Regions from separate parts of the Sus scrofa genome. Here region 2 is linked to region 1. The links are chromatin contacts, called in public Hi-C maps. All regions are on one chromosome and are shown on one strand. The core of a region is the stretch at or near the end of the contact, and the rest is flanking DNA. Distances in the headings are between cores, read along the strand shown. Region 1 overlaps FTO (fat mass and obesity associated). Region 2 overlaps FTO (fat mass and obesity associated).

What was found. Hi-C and Micro-C count contacts between places; a contact is called where the count stands out from the background.
Region 2: a Hi-C map of skeletal muscle shows a contact between it and region 1, with 5 times the contacts expected there. The contact joins two enhancer-like sites. A contact is called at or near these places in 1 of 47 Hi-C or Micro-C datasets (skeletal muscle) and 1 of 2 datasets of contacts at active chromatin or transcription factors (skeletal muscle).

The regions. Positions count from the first base shown.
Region 1 is chr6:31,317,010-31,320,962 of Sscrofa11.1, reverse strand. The region is part of intron 8 of FTO (fat mass and obesity associated); the gene reads left to right. Among named protein-coding and RNA genes, the nearest start is that of FTO, 250 kb to the left of the region's middle. Within about 2 kb of position 1,257, at least 2 of the 83 cell types and tissues checked have an H3K27ac peak or open chromatin away from gene starts, as enhancers often do. A contact at or near this core is called in skeletal muscle, where this site is marked.
Region 2 is chr6:31,512,043-31,515,697 of Sscrofa11.1, reverse strand. The region is part of intron 1 of FTO (fat mass and obesity associated); the gene reads left to right. Among named protein-coding and RNA genes, the nearest start is that of FTO, 51 kb to the left of the region's middle. Within about 2 kb of position 1,572, at least 25 of the 83 cell types and tissues checked have an H3K27ac peak or open chromatin away from gene starts, as enhancers often do. A contact at or near this core is called in skeletal muscle, where this site is marked.

The sequences.
Region 1 (3,953 bases), core at 8-2,507:
CCTGGGTGTAGACAGGTCAACCTTAAGGGGACTTCCCCACCCCCTGCCCAACGGAGGCCAATAGCCCCATAAAAGTTTTCTTCTCCCCTGGCTTCAGCTGGGCTGGCATTTCTGACAGCCGTGTAAACAGATGCCAGCATTGTTGCTAATGACAGGTGATTATAAGAGGCATGGGGGCCAAGGTAATTAAACCATGGTTTGACAGGAACATTTGGCAATGGAATATTTCAGCATTAGAAATATCGTTGTGATGGGCCTGCCCCCACTTGGTCTGGTGAATGGAATTCATTTTTGTTTTTCAGAGCGTGGCGCTTTGAGGTCTGAAGCTGTCCTGTGTGAATTTTTCGTGGTTCATTGTAGGGCTCCAGAAATGGTTACTGTTGGGCTGTGCAAGGAGGAGGCAGAATCTAAGACTCTAGCTGGAGGTTGGCTCTAGAACAGCAGAGGGAACAGGGTGTGGGACGCTGCTGCTGGGATTGCATGTGACATATTATTGGGCCCAATTTGATAGCAGTAATGCCTTTGGAGAGAAACGTGAATGCTTTTTATTGCCATGGTCATTTCAGCCTTTCTCCCCATTGCCAGGATTTAGCTGGTGTTGCTTCCAGAGAGCAATAGATAGCTTCTTCCATTCTCATGTCCCCCTCAATTCCACTCCTGGGGGTAGGAGAAAAAATCTGGAGTCACCACTAACCTGTTGCTACAAGGAATGATAGTAGAAACATTCATCAAGATATGACGTTTGTTCATCTATTTATTAGATACATGTAACTGTTGAAAAAAAAACACCCCACTACCTACTTTTTGTTGTCTGGATGATGAGCAATGCCTTCTGGAGAGATGCTGAAACACTTCCTTCTGCTAACTGCTCATGGCTTCTAGCTTATGATTCTATGTTTGAGGAACTCTTCTATTAGCTAAATAGCAGATCTTCATAGACTTAATATTTACAGGGTTCACTATCGGACAGGCTATATGAGTCCTATTTATAGTAAGTGTAGCAGCACAGTTTTTTTCCTAATAAACAACAGCCAGCCTTTACTATTTATTACGGTCCTGGCACTCGTCTAAAATGGGAACTTTCCCCAAGCAAGGTAGTTCATCCCTTTGCTGCAAAACGAGCTTTCTTAATCCTCTTGGTGTAGCTCGTACCTGGCTATTTGAAGAGATCAGTGAAGCAGACCATTCAGAGACGGCCCGCTCCCTGGCAGGAGAGCGCTTTCTTTTCCTCGGCCGGTTTTGATTTTCTCCAGGGAGGAGGAGAGGAGGAGAGGAGCTGGTGAGTGCAGTTTGGTTTATGCCAGAGGAGAGCTGAGTGCTTGTGACTTTGCGGGCTTGCCCCCTCCAGCGTGGAGAGCTCGCGGCCAGCTTTTACATTCTGCTTCAGGCTGCAGTCAGTTTCTAAGCAGAGGCTTTTTTAAAGCTTTGTCAGATAGGTTAAAAGGTGTCCCACCTCCGGTGTATTAAAAGAGAGCGAGAGATTAAACTCACTAAGCCTGCCATGTTCCCTGTAAAATATCAAGTCAAAATGATTTTTAAATCCAAAGTTACTAGGCTTAGGGGGTGCGACCTTTAGTGAAAGCAGCCTCCTGAACCGGGAAGGAAAGATCTGTGCAAACGACAATTGGCCCACAGGCTGGTGGCCTCGGGAAAGCCGCTGAAGCCAAAGTGAAATGTCTTGTTTCTCTGCCTTCTGGCCCGCAGAGCACCAACCCCAAGTAAACAGCCAGCCCACCGCCTAGGCCTCTGGATCCACCACGGAGTTCCAGGGAGCAAAGCCTGGGCGGAGGTCCTGGGAGTTCGAGATGAATAAGGCAGGGTCTCTGCCCTCAGGAGGCTTGGCATCAGATGAATATCACTGCCAGAAATAACTCATCAAACTCCTACGAAAACGTCCGAGTGCTTTACGCATATCAGTAACCTGTTTCAGCCTGAGTGAAAAATAGTACTAGCTAGTTCTTACTGAGGGCTTCTCTGTGCCTGGCACGAAATTTTTTTTAACTCCTTTCCGTGAATTAGTGCAACTCTTACAATGGTCAGTATTTTTTTTCTGCGTCTCTAATTTTAGTGAGGGCAAATCAAGGCAATACGATGTCAAGCAACTTTCCCAGGGTCACAGGGCTGGCAGAGAGAGGAGCTGGGACGCCAGGTCCCCAAGCCCAAGCCCGGGGCCAGTGTTCTCAGAATCAGCATCAGGATCACCTTGCAAGCATGTAAAACACAGATTGCAAGCCCTTTCCGGGTGGGGCCTGAGCATTGGCGTTTCTAACAAGCTCTCAGATGATGCTGGTGCCCACGGCTCTCTGCCAAGTGGAAGAGCACACGGGAAACCAGCAAAGGAAAATGAGATATTGTATTACTAATGTAAACAGACTGCCTGGAGAATACCCATATTGTTGTTCCAGCATCATTATTGTCATTAAAGCAGGGACTCACTGAGTGTTTGCTCTTTACTGGCGGTGTCTTGAAACCATGTACGCGCACTGTAGCTGTTACTAGGGGCTCTCTTGCTGAATCCTCACAACAACCCTGTGAGATAGACTGCCGTTAGCCCCATCCCACAGCTGAGGAAACTGAGGCACAATGTACACACTTGCTTAAATGCCAGAAGGAGGAGTCAGAGTCCCCCAGTGTCATTTCAGCGCCCAAGCTCTTAACCACAAGAGGGTGATGAGCATCTGAGGGGTGTGAGCCATCGCCATAGAGCAGGTAGCCTGAGAGCTGGGGGGAGGGGGAAGCAGGAGGTGGGGGGTGAATAGGGGGTGCTCGAAGGGGGAGGGAGTGGGGGAAAAGACTTCCCAAATGGAACGGCAACGTGCAGAGGCCGGGCCTAACAGCACAAAGTGTGATAAGGCGGGAGTAACACGGAGATTTCTGTGTCAACTGCATGGGAAGAAATGCAACACGGCAAGGCTGGAAAAGCAGGTTGGAGGCCTTGAAAACCAGGAGTCGATGGCACTCCAGAGTGAACCGGGAGCTGCAGAGCCCTCGTCAGGGGTACCCTCGTCCTCAGAACCCATCCCGAGATTCCAGACAGAGCGATGGAGCCATTCTTTGTTCAACCTGCTGCCCGGCCTCCCCTCAGAGCATGAATAGTGTCACAATACCTTCCGAGAAGAGTTGGATTTCGAAGGTTAGCGACCCCTCGACAGTGGTTCCTGCCCGCCAAGGGACAAGTGACTTTTTACACCAGCCACGTCAGAGACAAACGGGCGCACGTGTGCACGGCTGTGAGTGTGCCGCTGTGCAAATCCACATGGCGCACTCCGCAGACGCCTGCCGTGGCACCGGTGCGGTGGTTTGGTCGGAGCTGCCAACTTGTTTTATTTCTGATCTCGCCTGGCAGCCCCCGAAGGAGGGGAAAGTATGAATTTTTATCTCCCATTGACTCGACTTTCATTATATTGTGCTTACAGACCCGGTGTCAGCGCATAAAATGTTAAACATCACTGGTCTGAGAAAGAGGCTCCCATTGTCTTGGCTCTGGGGCTGAGGGAATCGCGCTGGCCTTGCCGTAGTGGTTCTGTCAGTGTAATATGACAGGAAGCATTTCTCAGTAATGACAGACATTGAATATGAGTGACAGGAACTCTGACCGCGAGGAATGGGTTCAATTACCAGAGACGGGGGGTTACCTGAGATAAAACCAAAGGGCCCAGTTGTGCTTGATGTCAACCCCTTGACTCCCAGATGCAGAGCAGGCCAGACAAATGGCTGATTAACCAGCCCCTAACCTTCTTTTTCGATGATAAACTTGTTTGGATCACCCTGTCTGGAAAAAAAAAAAAATCTGGGAGGAAATCCGATCGGAACACAGTGGGGTGGCTTGGCGCTAGTCTGTTGTGTCTCTCGCAAGCACACAACCGACACCTGTCATGCTATCTTGGAATGGATCTAGGACACAGTGTCCAGAAATCAATACAAGACCAACGATGACTTGCTCTCTGAACCCC
Region 2 (3,655 bases), core at 323-2,822, 190 kb before region 1:
TCCACTTTCTTTGTTGCTGCTGCTTGCTACCTACTGACCTACAGCTAGAGGCTCCTCCTGCTGCAGTTGATCTAATTGCAGGACAGGGCACCTTCCTTTATGCCATCAATGTCTTTACTTTTTATATGATTTTTGTATTGTTAGTGAATTGGGTTTGGAAGTGTCCATGACTCAAAGAAACCCTGCTGTGAATCCTCTTATCATCCCTCTTTTGGGTAGGTCCTCTTGATGAATTTTATGTTTAGAAAGATAATTATTAAGTGATATCACTTAGTGTGGGTTTATACAAACCCATCCATGGTACTGTTGAATCTCTGAAGAACTGCATGGCTTTTTTTGAGTCAAACGTCCCCATAGTACAGCTGAAGCCCAGTAAAACTCAGAGATTGTTGGCTTCTTAGAGATGACGAAACTGCTTGATTCCAGAGCTGCATCTCTAGAATTCCAGATCCTGAGCTTTTTCTACTAGCTAAACTGGCTTACAAGTTCAAAGAAACCCTAAGGGGGGGAACTCTGGAAATTCATGGTGAATTAGGACAATCAGCACTTCATTTAAATACCTCGGCAATGCAATACTTTGGGGGAAACATGATGCTTAAGTACTTAAAATGTTATTTACTTTCATTATAAACAAAGGGAGTGACAAATCTTCTTGTAAAATATTTCTAATAGTCTTTATTCTTCGGGGTACTTCTACAACTTAACGATGATAGTCTGACAATATTGCTGGTGGTGGTTCTTTTGATATTATTCTTAGGTAAGACTGAAGAGGAACTTGGGCTGGAACATTGTGCAGCCATTACCTCAGATGGCTCTAGGCAAGTCAGAGGCCATATCTTTCCTAGGGTAAAAGGGCTGGCCCGTTACTACTGCTAGTTGGTGTGTACAACATGTGTTAGAAGAAGTAATTATTTTTAGCCGACTGACTATGACCAAGATTAATAGCTCTTGAAAGGACTATAATGAAAGGCTGCCCCAACTGGCTTCTACATTATTCTTTATTTATCCTGCTCTCATCCCTGTCACCTTTGGGCATCAGCCAAATGTCATTTGTGTGAAATTTGCCCCTTGGATGTGAAAGGCCTCTCATTCTTGACGATGGGAGGTGATTGTGCTGCGAGGCTGAGGAATTGGGACAGTTGATATGACCCAGGAGAGAAACTTCCAGGTCTGTGGGGGTCACAGGAACAAGGACACTCACTCCTGGGGGAGAAAAGGACCTGAGATTATTCAGCTCTCTGATCCAGATCATTGAGGTGTACTCAAGAGATTATAGGGAGTAGTTCCAGGGCTTCGTTGTCAAGTCCATGTATTTCTGTGGCTCTTCTGTTGGGAGCATTTGCAAGTTCCTTACTCTGAAGATTTTTTTTTTTGGCCTGACATTGTCAACTATTTCTAGTTTTATAAAACTAGGAAATCTCTTTGTAGTCATGACTGCACTTTAACTCCCAAAGCCCTTCTTTTCAGGGCCATTAGCCACCCAGAATAGACAGAACAGACTTTCCCAGCCCCCTCTGCAGTTAGGTGTGACTGGGTGACTAAGAGGCTGTCACCTGTGGTAGTTTCTGGGATGTTTCCTTAAGAGAAAGCTGGTGTGTGCCCTTTGCCCTTTTCCTCTCAGGGCTTTTATCCTGCTGCCTGGAGTGGAAATGCTGCATTTGGATCTTGAGAGTGAGGGCCAGTCCTTAGGGGGAGCAAGAGAGGTGAGCTGGAAGGGGCTTGAGTCTCTGAGGACAGCCCGCGAACCCCCCTACCAGCCTGGTGAAGCCACTGCCATTTTGGATTTTCTGTCCCTTGCAGCCTAACCTAATCCTAGATAATACAGTTTCTACACAGTGCGGAAGAGGAAAGTCAGTCCCAAGCCCGTAGATTTCCTTCTGTCATCCTGAGTATTAATGTCAGAATTCCAACAGATCCCTCACTCTTCTTTCTTTCAACTCCTACAAATTAAAACAACCTACGACAATGATAATGTTAACTTACTTAAGAACTAAAGACAGGAGAGATCCATTAGTATGAAAGATATATGAGAGATAGGTTCATACAAAGGCTGGAACAGAATGTAGCTAATTCAGGAAAATGATAATGAGGGCTGATCTTAAGGACCTTTTGTAAGAGTCCTATCAGGGAGCCCTCACCACTTTGCAGTGTTGGTGGCAGCAACAGCTTTTGTTTTTTTAGATTGTTAGGGCTGCAACTTCACCTGCTTTCTTAAGGGCTTGGGGAGATTTTCAAGATTTCAGGTGGCCAATGTCAAGTCTCATTGTTGCTTTCAGTTCCCTTGTCTGAGACCGCTGTTTATATTTTGCCTGACACATTGGTTTTAGGCCATAATATTTGCATGTAGCCATCCTTCCTCTAACATTACCTATATCAGATAACATGCACTAGATTTGCTATCGTGGGTCATAAATGATTATTAATACAACCCTTAAAAAAGAGATGCTGTAATCATTTTTTTTCACGATTTTTAAAAAACTTTTGGAGGAGAAAAAAACCGCAGCTATTTGGTTCACTTGTTCTCATTACCATTTGCAAAGTGAACCCAGAGAGAGGTTTTCTGTGCCATGTTTTTCCTTGCTGTTTCTTGCCTTTTCATTTGAAGAATAGCAGGATCTTGTCTTTTGTTCACTCAAGTAAAAGTCCATCCAGCTGGAAAACAGAACAGTGCGCTCTTTGTGTGCTCAGAGCATTTGAATGCTTTTGGTCACACACTAGTTGCTGTTTAACTACAATAAAATTGTGACCAAAGGAGATAAACATTTAAAGGATAAATGACAGGGTTGTTAATCCAAAAGCGAGTTTTGTCGCATTGTTGTTTTTAGCTAATAGGTATATAGCCAGCAGTCACGGGGAGGAGTTGTAAGTCTGAAACTGAGTCAAACCTGTTTTCCAACAAGTTTAAAAAAAAAAAATGATGTCACTGGATATTTGTAATGGATGATCATTTTGGGTTGCGAAAGTTATTTGAACACGGCTAAACTGTCTTGGGAAACTTCTAAGAGTTTTCCTGATATGCTTCAAAGCTTGGTCATGTCATTCATCTATGTACTATATTAAAAATATGCATTCATATTTAATATGACATGTTAAGATATAAAATTATACCAAATATGTTATCTAAGGAAAGAGACTTTAGGGCTTTTATAAGTCTATGAATTCAAAACTTGCTCTGTCTTTACCCCTATAAAGCATGATCTCTCTGCCTTTTGGTAGAGGGAAATATTTTGAAAATTTCCCTTCCCTCTAGGAATTCAAAGCACAAACCTCTGTTCCTTTCTCTCGGGCCTCTCTCGCCCTCCCCTCGCCTTCTCCCCACCCCCACCCCCCACTCCTCTGGTGCAGCTGAAATCCAGATCTTTGGCCCTTTGAGAAGAGCTTCTTCTGGTTGTGGTGAGTGAGGCACTTAGATCTTGGAATGAGGTTTATTTTCTGAGTACAAAGTATACAAGGTTTCACTTGCCTGTTGTTGCTGTGTGCTGGGGTCTGTTTTGTCTTACTGCTGTTCCATTGGGTCATTCAGCCTTTTTCCAGGATAACTCCAAATCAAATAAATTGAATGTGTTTTTCCTTTTATGCAGTCACATCTCGTTATAGCAAGAAACTTACCCTTTATCTACCGAGGAGGGACAGCAGGGTCTGGCGGTGCCAGTGG